Linked DNA regions of Anas platyrhynchos: region 1 is linked to region 2. Evidence: chromatin contacts called from public Hi-C data. All regions are on one chromosome and are shown on one strand. Each heading gives the region's core, a stretch centred on a gene start, on an enhancer-like site or on the middle of the called end of the contact. The rest is flanking DNA. Distances are from core to core; before and after follow the strand shown. Region 1 overlaps PRKDC (protein kinase, DNA-activated, catalytic subunit). Region 2 overlaps SPIDR (scaffold protein involved in DNA repair).

What was found. Hi-C and Micro-C count contacts between places; a contact is called where the count stands out from the background.
Region 1: a Hi-C map of subcutaneous adipose tissue shows a contact between it and region 2, with 2.8 times the contacts expected there. The contact joins two enhancer-like sites. A contact is called at or near these places in 3 of 8 Hi-C or Micro-C datasets (F5 follicle, liver and subcutaneous adipose tissue).

The regions. Positions count from the first base shown.
Region 1 is chr2:46,307,011-46,312,038 of IASCAAS_PekinDuck_T2T, forward strand. PRKDC (protein kinase, DNA-activated, catalytic subunit) reads right to left here. Exons shown (of 86, transcript XM_072034678.1): 81 at 4,850-4,939; 82 at 3,554-3,625; 83 at 3,262-3,463; 84 at 2,627-2,815; 85 at 1,911-2,050; 86 at 1-856. The coding sequence ends at 652. Among named protein-coding and RNA genes, the nearest start is that of CEBPD, 8.0 kb to the left of the region's middle. Within about 2 kb of position 1,636, at least 1 of the 8 cell types and tissues checked has an H3K27ac peak or open chromatin away from gene starts, as enhancers often do. A contact at or near this core is called in subcutaneous adipose tissue, where this site is marked.
Region 2 is chr2:46,108,951-46,113,731 of IASCAAS_PekinDuck_T2T, forward strand. SPIDR (scaffold protein involved in DNA repair) reads left to right here. Exons shown (of 19, transcript XM_072034680.1): 5 at 1,028-1,185. Among named protein-coding and RNA genes, the nearest start is that of SPIDR, 14 kb to the left of the region's middle. Within about 2 kb of position 1,876, at least 3 of the 8 cell types and tissues checked have an H3K27ac peak or open chromatin away from gene starts, as enhancers often do. A contact at or near this core is called in subcutaneous adipose tissue, where this site is marked.

The DNA of each region.
Region 1 (5,028 bases), core at 386-2,885, 200 kb after region 2:
GAGGAGCATAGACCTCTGAAGTACAGAGGCACAGACTAAAATCCCTGATTGTTAAAAACCAACCTGCTGTAACAAACTGGCACAATCTCATCATTAGTTTCTCATTATCCAGTAATGGAATAAACATCCAGACACCTTAGGTATCTAGAACTGAACACCATTTTCTGATTATTTTTAGCATGTGCTTTACTGTTTCTATTGATATTATTTCTTAATTAAAACTAGAAGGTTCTCATGTGTGTGCAGAATGGTTTCAGTTGACTGCCAGTAAGGCCTCTAAACAAACAAAAAAAACAAACACAAAGCACACACTTTTACTACAAGGATGCCTACAAGTCCAGAAGGTACGGATTCGTGGCTCTCCTCTGAATGATCAGAGTGCCTTTCAAATCACTCTTAAAGCTCTGCAAGCCCTGCCAGTTCTTTCCACGTTGACTTTAACACAAAAACAATAAAGCTGCTTGGGTGCAGAACCACGTAAACAAATCACTGTTTAAACACAGCTTTCATACAAAAATATTTTCTCTATTAGTCAAGTTAACCAATGATGATAAAAGTGGTTAAGTGGTTTTTCCCATTTTGGCCTTAAAATTCTGACTGGCTGCAGCTGTGTGTTGGGGTCCATCCCCCTTGGCTTTAGAAAGTCACCCCTCACATCCAGGGCTCCCATCCTTCCCAGACTCTGCCAAGAACGTTGGGGTCTGTTGCTTGATCTATCAGGCATCTCACTTGGGTTTCTTCTGACAGTCCGTCCTCGGGCTCCTTGGCTCTGATATTGTGATCAGTGTTACCACGAGCCACAGCTGCACAATCGTTGTAAAAGGGTGACTTCTCATAGCCCAGGCGGAGCTCATCACTAAATAGGGAACACAAAAGTAAGTTCTTATTAAGAGGAACAAGCCAAGGAAGTCTTAGGTAGGGGGGTTTAAACTATGAAATGCTACTTGGACACCATTCATGCAGCTTTACTTTTCAAGAAATGTGGAGTTCAATAGCTGTGGAAGTCTTGGCCAATCAAAGCTGGGTGATTTCAGGTGTCCTTTGCTTGTGAATATTTACCACAAATATTTAAATCTGGTCAAAAACCTCTTAACTGGAAGAAGGATACGGTGGTTCACATCCAAGCTGATTTATCTCCTTACCTGCCCTGCTGATTTGTGTCTGCAATAAATATTTTGCTGCTTTTTCCAGTTCAGCCTTGACAGTGAAAGAGACTCCTCCCAAGTCTTAAACTTTTCAGTGTTTGTATGGTTTTAAAACAGGCTCACTTTCTCCTTGTTTTCATTACTCTCCTCCCCCCCTCCCCATTTTTTTTTTCTTTTATTAATCCAGAATGCCTTTTTAAAAGAGGATGGAAGGGATTAATTGTACTTTAACTGAATTCTGAAGACGTTCTGATTTGAGCCAGACTTGACTAGACTGACAGAAATAACCTGAGAATGCCACCAGGTTTGAATTTGATGTTTTTGGAAAGCAGCTTACCTTCATTCCTCCTCTACACCTATTTCAGGTTCTCCTCCAAACAAGTGTCCAGCAGAAGCACATCAGATTCTTAAATACTAGCCCTAGCCTAAAAGCTGTGTAGATGGAACATAATTTCTCACTCTTCAGACTGCTGTTCTTTAAGCCAGCTTACAGGGTGGGAACGAACTTGTTGCCAGGAACAGTAAAACTGCTCAAGAGGCCTGAGCTGGAGCAAGAACAGTTGGGGAGATATCTGGTGTTTTGGCTGGCAGGATGATTCAGAGAGCTTGTACGTGGACCAAAATGATTCCTAAAAATATTTTGCCCTGTCTGCCTCTTCTTTTCCTAGCTGCCATTCTATCTGAAGGGAGCAAAACTGCCGACAAGTTTTGGAGCCTGCCAAAGTTCTTAGTGGAACAGTTTAAAACAAAAGGGGAGCATCTTACCAAGTGATTCTTGCTGGATTGCAGCCTGTAAGCTTTCTTTTGACGTAGCTGACTTTTTGCAAAGGGTACCAGTTTACTTGAGATGTGTTTATTTCCTTAATCCACGTGCCTCCTTTTTTCAGCTGCCTTTGTTCAAAGTTCTAAAGAGGAAATAATTTTGCTCTATTTATTATATTCATCATACTTAAACAGACCTTTATGCTGCCACATCATACCAAGTCAAGCCAGTAACTCATAATAGGAGATGCAGTGGAAGGCGAAGTGGTGAGATAGTATCTAGGCTGCCTGTGACTTTAAATTTAATTTACAATTGGACTTCCTTAAGTAAGTGCGGTTTGTTTCAGATGCTTTGTTTCTCTGTAATTGTTAGATAAATACAGTGCTGTTATAAAAATTTAAGGGGCTCAATGCAAAAAGTTGAAAATACTTATGCTGCTGCCATAAGTGACATAATGTGTTCAAGAGATAACTGCATTTTTAGGATTATCACACAAAGAATGGTACATTATCAGCACAGCCATGTGCAACTCTTCCTTGTCCATCATCATCCCTACAAAATTCTGTCATTTTAAATGTTTTATGTCCAGTTTCGTTATGAACTCAATAGAAGAAGCACTGAGACCAAGCATCACGAAATACCTCCTTTTTGATCACTTTTGTTCTTAGAGTTTAAAGAATTTTTACATAAGGAAAAAGGAAATAAAAAAACCCCTCACCTTCCAGTCCAGAGAAGGCTCCTTTACAAATACATCCATCGTGTTGATGAGGGGCTCTGGATCTGCACGATAAGCTCTGAGGGCATGTACCATCACACTGTAAATGAGACCCCACTCCTTCACTGGCATCATCAGATTAACAAACTGGCGAGTCAGACGAAAAGGCATCAGCTCTGGCACTGGCAAAATCTAACCAAGGGCAAGGATAGTCAAAAGAAAACAAGAATTAAATAACCTTGAGAACAAAGGATTAGAAAAACCTTCTTTGTAACTTAACTGAACACATGCAGGTCGGTGGAACAGCACCACACTGTGCCATCAGAGCTCTGGTTGTGAGTATTTAGAGACAGTGGTTGAAAGCATGGTTACACTGTACAAAACACCATCACACAGGCTGAATATGTATTTTTCATTCCTTTTCCCCTTTATGTGAAACTTCATAGTTTCATATAAACTGCTTGTCTGAGAAATGCCTGGAAACAGTTTTTGTTCTATTAACCAGAAGTTACTTTTAAAGATTATTTTACAATTGGAACAATGGCAAATGAAAATGAAATACCTGAAATTTAGTATTGAGAACTGACTCATAATTGCATACAGAAAAGCAGTAACAAATATTTTTAGAAAACAAATACCTGTGTGGCGGATCCAAATGCATGTCCAAAATCTATTCCCACCATGCCGCCTGTCTCCTTGTTAATCATGAAGTTGGACAGATGTCTGTCTCCAATACCAAGTATCCAGTGACTGATGCACATCAGGGCATGAGAGCTGGCAAAATGTGACCGAAGAGACAGGAAGGCTTCTGGAGATGTACTCATTTTCACAAAGGCTCTCCTTAATGAAACAGAATAAACTTGTTGAATACAGAAAAAAAAAAAAGTAAGCTTCTGTTTCACAGTGAGCAGTCATTAGCAGTGCACTTACCGCAGCAGGTCTTCTGGAACACTGCTTTCCCTGCTTTTGAAGGAAATAACTGTTTCTGTACGGCTTGCATTTCTGCAAATTAATGAAAGAGTATTGTCAGCTACTGAGGCAACAGCACACGGGATGTTAGAAGTTAAGGTATGTACATGACTACATCTGCACGTTTGTTTACATCAGGAAACAACAGAGCAAGCCACACACAGAGTTTGCCCTAAATGCTTTATCTGGTATTAAAAGTGAATCCCCTTTTCTTTTTCCAGGCAGTTATTTTCAAGACTGAAATTTCTTACTAAGAAATAGCATGTAGCTTTGTCTATTCTCCCCCTAATTAAGTAGATGGGCTAAACTTTTTAAAGCAATACAATTGTGCTCTTTCTGGCTGGATAGTCTCTTCCATGCAGAGAAACTAAGTCAAATCTCCCAGCAACACGCAGCAGCACACCAGAAAATAGTGCTGCAGAAGGGGAGGCAACAGCGCTACATGGTTGGTGCTGAGGACATCTATGCCATACACATCTGGGGGAGGGAGGGTGGTTGTGCTGGGCTAGCCCACATCTGGTCCTGTGAAACAAATGCTTGTGAGCAGCTGGAATGCACTGGGTGCCCTGCTTCCAGTTAAGCTCTGTTTGAGAGCAGCCAAGTTGTGCACTCAGGGACAGCTCTGCGATGCAAGCCAACATGAGAGAGATTGGGAATTCACTTCAAAAGCGCATTCCTGATATGAATAAAAATGTTAACATAGATGCACTCAGATAAATGAGTCAAAGTTTTCCCTGAAGAAACAAGAAACTTGTTTAAGCAGGTTATGAGCTCATCAGAAATGCTCCACTGGAAATTTCTCTTCCTCCACCATAGCGTTAGAACAAGGCAGGCATAGAAATTTCTGAGGATACTCAAGTGTGGACCCAAATCATCATGTATTCTTAAACCATCAGTGAATCACAATGACACTCCTTGTCCAACTTTAGCAGCTGCTCTGGCTCCAAGGCAGCCTACCTAATTGCATACTCAGGAATAAGAGCTACAAAATACAGTTGAAGATGAGCACCTGCTTCTAGACACCTTCTTAAGGAAAATAAGCAAGCTTCTGAAAGCACTCCTGCACTCTGCTAGAATTTTAGCGGTACTAAGCTCCTTCTGCAGAGCATCTCATGTTAGACAAAGTTGTAAAATGTGTAAAAATCAGGTCTAGACAGTGTACTATAATGCAGATTATTTTTTCCTGTAATGTCTACAACCGTGTGTTTGTGCATTCTTTAGTTTCTATACAATGCATGCAATTCTCTTAAAACTTACTTGTACATAGCATGGTATCGAGAGATGCCTTGTGCTTTCCCACTCATCTTGGCCAGCCACTCTGTATAGGCAGCACGAGGTCCTTTTTGGCTACAGACAAAAAAGCAAAAGGTCTCAGTTTCTCCACGTTATCTTACCACTATGTACTTGAATATCTGCAGACTGAGCATATGCTGCTA
Region 2 (4,781 bases), core at 626-3,125:
CTTCAGCTAGATCTTCAGTGTTACAACTTCAGATCCTCATTATCTGGCAAAGTGTTCACAGAGCACTGAGATGAGCAAAGGAATAGACTGACTTTTGTGTGTGTAGCTCTGGTTGTGCACTTTCTTTGAGTTTAAAATACTCAGTCTCCCTACTTCTTTCACCCTTGTTTCTGTCATAGATTTTATATTGTCATTGATATATCTGATAGTTGTCTGTTCTAATTCCTATTTTTTTTTCCTTCTTCTTGAATGGAAAGACTATTCACTTTCTAGACTGTAATCTAATGGTCACCAATCTTTCAAACCTGCCATTAACAGCATTGGCTTGCACTTGTCCCTTTTTTTGTCCCTTATTGTGCAGTTTACTAACAACAAATGTCATGCATATTTTTGAGACATTATACAGACAGGGACACCAAGCTTTTCTTTTCTTTTTGTTTGTTTCTATTAATTTATCCTAAACAATCTTCTGTGTGGTGTGCTTAGAGGTTTGGTTTGCATTTCAACTATTTTTTTCAGTTCTGCTCTGGGGGTTACTACTCATAGCAGATGTTCACTTACATTGGCTTTTTAGCTCTTCAAGGTCATGGTCTGACATGTTTGCTTAAAACAGTTAATTCCAAACAAGTAAACTTGGAAAATCTAATGCAACTGAACAACAAACACAGACCACCACTACCACCAAAAAAACCCCACATAACTAAAACTGAGGAAAATTAATCATAACTAAACTAACTACTTACCTAAGTAGTTAAAAATATTGCCTCCTTATTGGTCAGTACTTTGAAAAATTTGGGATTTTTTTATCTTCACAGAAGCTTCTATTGTCTGCTAGTAGGGTTCAGGTTTTACTATGAGGCACAGGATCACAAAATAGTTCAGTATAGAGACTGGTTAAGTGTATACAGCAAAATAACATTGCATTTTTCCCAATGTAGGGATAATTAATATTTTACTTTGTTTAAATTTGTATTTATGAATAATATATGGATGAATAAGAAAAAATATTTTTGCATGTTTTCTTTAGATGAACCAGAGTTCATTGACTGGGAGAAAGATAGTGATTCTACAGATAAATTTGATGGATCAGAAAAAGATGACAGCTCACTGGAGATATCGGACTCAGACTCCTGCACAAATCTTAATTCTCCACCTGTCAAAGAGGAGAATGATGAGCTCTATAAGGTAAGAAACTGGTTTTTAAAAAATAAAGATTCTACTATAGTTATGTAGTGTATATATGTAGTGACATTCACAAGAATGTCAAGGTATTTTCTCTGACTGCCGAATCAACAATGTCCCACGCCTAGAAATTGGTACTGTGGTCACTGAGTCACAGAATTGCTGAAGTGGGAAGGCGCCTCTGGAGATCATCCAGTTCAACCCCTCTGCTCAGAGCTGGGCCTGATAGAGCAGGTTGCTCAGGGTTGTCTGGCTGGGTTGCAAGCATCTCCAACGATGGAGGCTCTACAACTGCTCTGGGCAACCTGTTCTAGTGTTCAGTCACTCTCTGAGTAAATAAGTTCGTTACATTTAAATAGATTTTTATTGTATTTCAATGTGCACACACAAAAGTGATCAAATGGATAGATTTCCTACCAGAAATTTGATCTGGATTCTTTATAGCCCCATCTAAATGGTGCTGCCTTTAGAGAGCAGATCTCCAGATTTCCTGTAATGTGGTGGGTCAGACAACTACCTATTTCTCTGGTCTCTCTTCCACCCTCTGAGGTGAGCGTAGTGTCTGCCTTTTCGCCTGACCGTCTCCACAGGCACCTCTGAGAAGGAGAGAGGAGGCGGTCACCGCCTGCTGCTGGATGCTGCAGGCTGGATGCTGCCTGCCACGGCAGCCCCCGGAGCCCCGCAGAGCCGGCAGAGGGCACCAGAGGCCGGGCTGCGAGCAGTTCTCTCCTCCCGGGCAGCAGGGAGCCTGGCCAAGGTGTATTTCCATCTATCTAATCAGAGAGGCTTCCTTAACGCGGCTGGCAGCGGGCACGGAAGGAAGTTCTGCCTGCAGACCGAGCCGTGGCCAGGTTCCTCACCCAAGCAGTCAAATGACAGGGACCGGCTGCCTTTGGGAGCATGTCTTCTTGTTGCAGCCAGAGGCTGGAAATAGCCCGGTGGAACTGGACATCCTGTGTTATGGCACGCTGCCGTGTTGACACATGTGACCTGGCTTTGGGCTGTCTGACGTGGATGGTGGTAGCAATTTAGCATCCGTAGCTCAGGGTTCACCATGGGTTAATTGAGTATTTTTCAGGTTCTTGAAGAGCTGATTTAAAATAACACAAGTCTTGGACAGCAGTGTTAGAAGAGAACATGCAGTCCATATAAACCTTGGGAAAATAGACCTGGGATTTACGCAAGCCATAAAAGTCCCTCTTCTGTTATACCAGTGCGATTTACTCCGCTGCAGATGGAAGGTTGGGTGAATGCTATGAGACACTTCAATAATAGTAAATAGTGCTCAGGAGAGGCTTCATTTAGATGCAACCATACTAAAATAAACAGGTTTTAACCTTAACCAGAATAAGCTATGCTACTACAAAATCTGTGGGGAAATTGGGAATCTCAGGATCCTTTTTCAGGTTTTTCTTTCCAAGTCGGAGTGCCACGCTGTGGGAATTTCCATGGGTGGTCAGCCTTACCAGTAAACTTTCTTCTGGGAATTTGGTGTATGCAGGAGGTTAAAGCCCCAGCGATCACTGTCATTTGCATTCTTTGCTTTGCTTTACTTCAGATATGCTATTTTCCTAGGAAACATTGCAGGCAAGCTGTTTGAGAGGATTCCAAGAGCGAACACAAAAGTGTTCACTATAGGAGGTCATTTGCTGTATGAGTATTCTTCAAAAAGGCCTCTTAATTTTGTGGCCTAGTTCATGGTGGGGAAAGGAAAAAGAGCCAAATGTTGATATATCATCATTTTTGTGGTATTTACTAAATCTCTGGAACCTAATGGAGTGTGTGGATAATCAAAAGACCATGAAATTTATTTTACCCCACTTCAAAATATGCCAAATACCAAGAGGTTCTAGAGGTTTAGGACTGCTGCCAAATATCTTTATTGTAGTATTTACCCATGGTAAGAGCGAGATAGGTTTCTACTGGGAAATGAATAACTTTATAGCTGTTTTTTTCCCTAATATACCAGTAGATCTAATTTGAGAATTACTTCTAGTCAATTAATTACGTAGAACAACTTGATGTGTTGTTTCAGTATGAGGGTAAAACTCTTGTTTCTGTGTCAGGTGTAAAACTACAGTCCCACTTCAGTTTGTGTTCCATCTTAAGTCCCTGTGCAGTGTCTTTCTTATCAGCTAGCAGCCTCTGACCTCTAAAGCTACTTGACATAGGGTAATGAGGAAGGCAAGTTGAATCTCGTCTTGTGGTGAGCAACTGTTAATTTTGGTTCAATCCAGAATTATTGGGGGGGGGGGGGGGGAAGCTATGAAAATACAACATGGTCATGCTTTGCTTTCCTTTGTGTCTTGTTAAGGGATGGAATTTCTCATGCATCACCATTTACTTAAGGTGATAAAGAACAAAGGTCTGGCAAGACCTGATGCCAGAAGATTTTTGTTTCTCTGCTCTGCTACCTCTGAAGGATGCCCAATTGCCCTTTTTCTTGGGGACTGTGGTGCTCTGAATAAAGATTAACCATTAATGATGATTTTTTAGCATCCATGTTTTCCAGAAGAGCACCATCTAATCACCTCAAAATTGGTCTAACACAGTTCTATGCATTGGTAATAATTACTTTTTCCCTGACTTGTGCAGAGGCCTTGTCTAATGTGCTGAGGAACCATATTTTGTGAGAATGATTAATTTCTGAATTATATTTGATTTATTAATATCTTAATGTTGGGGATTATATAAGATCTCATATTTATTAAATGGTTTGAGTGAGAAGGGATCTCAAAGATCCCTCAGTTCCAGCCCCCCTGCCGTGGGCAGGGACACCTCCCACCAGACCAGGTTGCCCAAACCCCATCCAGCCTGGCCTTGAACACCTCCAGGGATGGGGCATCCACAGCTTCTCTGGCAGCCTGTGCCAGTCCCTCACCGCCCTTACAGTGAAGAATTTCCTCCTAACATCTAATTTAAATCCCCCTGTTTTTATTTTTTTTTTTAGTTCAAAGCTGTTACCCCTTGTCCTATCCCTACACCCCCTGACACTGAGTCCCTCCCCGGCTTTCCTGTAGGCCTCCTTTAGGTGCTGGCAGGCTGCTGTAAGGTCTCCCCATGGCCTTCTCTTCTCCAGGCTGAACAACCCCAGCTCTCTGTCCCTCTTCATAGGAGAGGTGCTCCAGCACTCTGATCATCTTCACGGCCCTCCTCTGGACTCGCTTTAAAAGGTCCACATCCTTCTTGTGCTGGGGGCCGCAGAGCTGAAGGCAGCACTCCAGGTGGGGCCTCACGAGAGCAGAGAGGGAGAATCACCTCCCTTGCCCTGCTGGTCATACCTCTTTTGATGCAGCCCTGGATAGGATTGCCCTTCTGATCTGTAAGCACACATTGCTGGCTCATGTTGAGTTTCTCATTACCCAGGTTCTTCTCCTCAGGGCTGCTCTCACTCCATTCTCTGCCCAGCCTGTATTTGTGCTTGGCATTGCCCTGACCTAGATGCAGGACCTTGCAGTTGGCCTTGTTGAACCTCATGAGATTTGCATGGACCCACATCTCCAGCCTGCCCAGGTCCCTCTGGATGGCATCCCTTCCCTCCAGTGTGTTGACTACATCACTCAGCTTGGTGTCATCGGCAAACTTGCTGAGGGTGCACT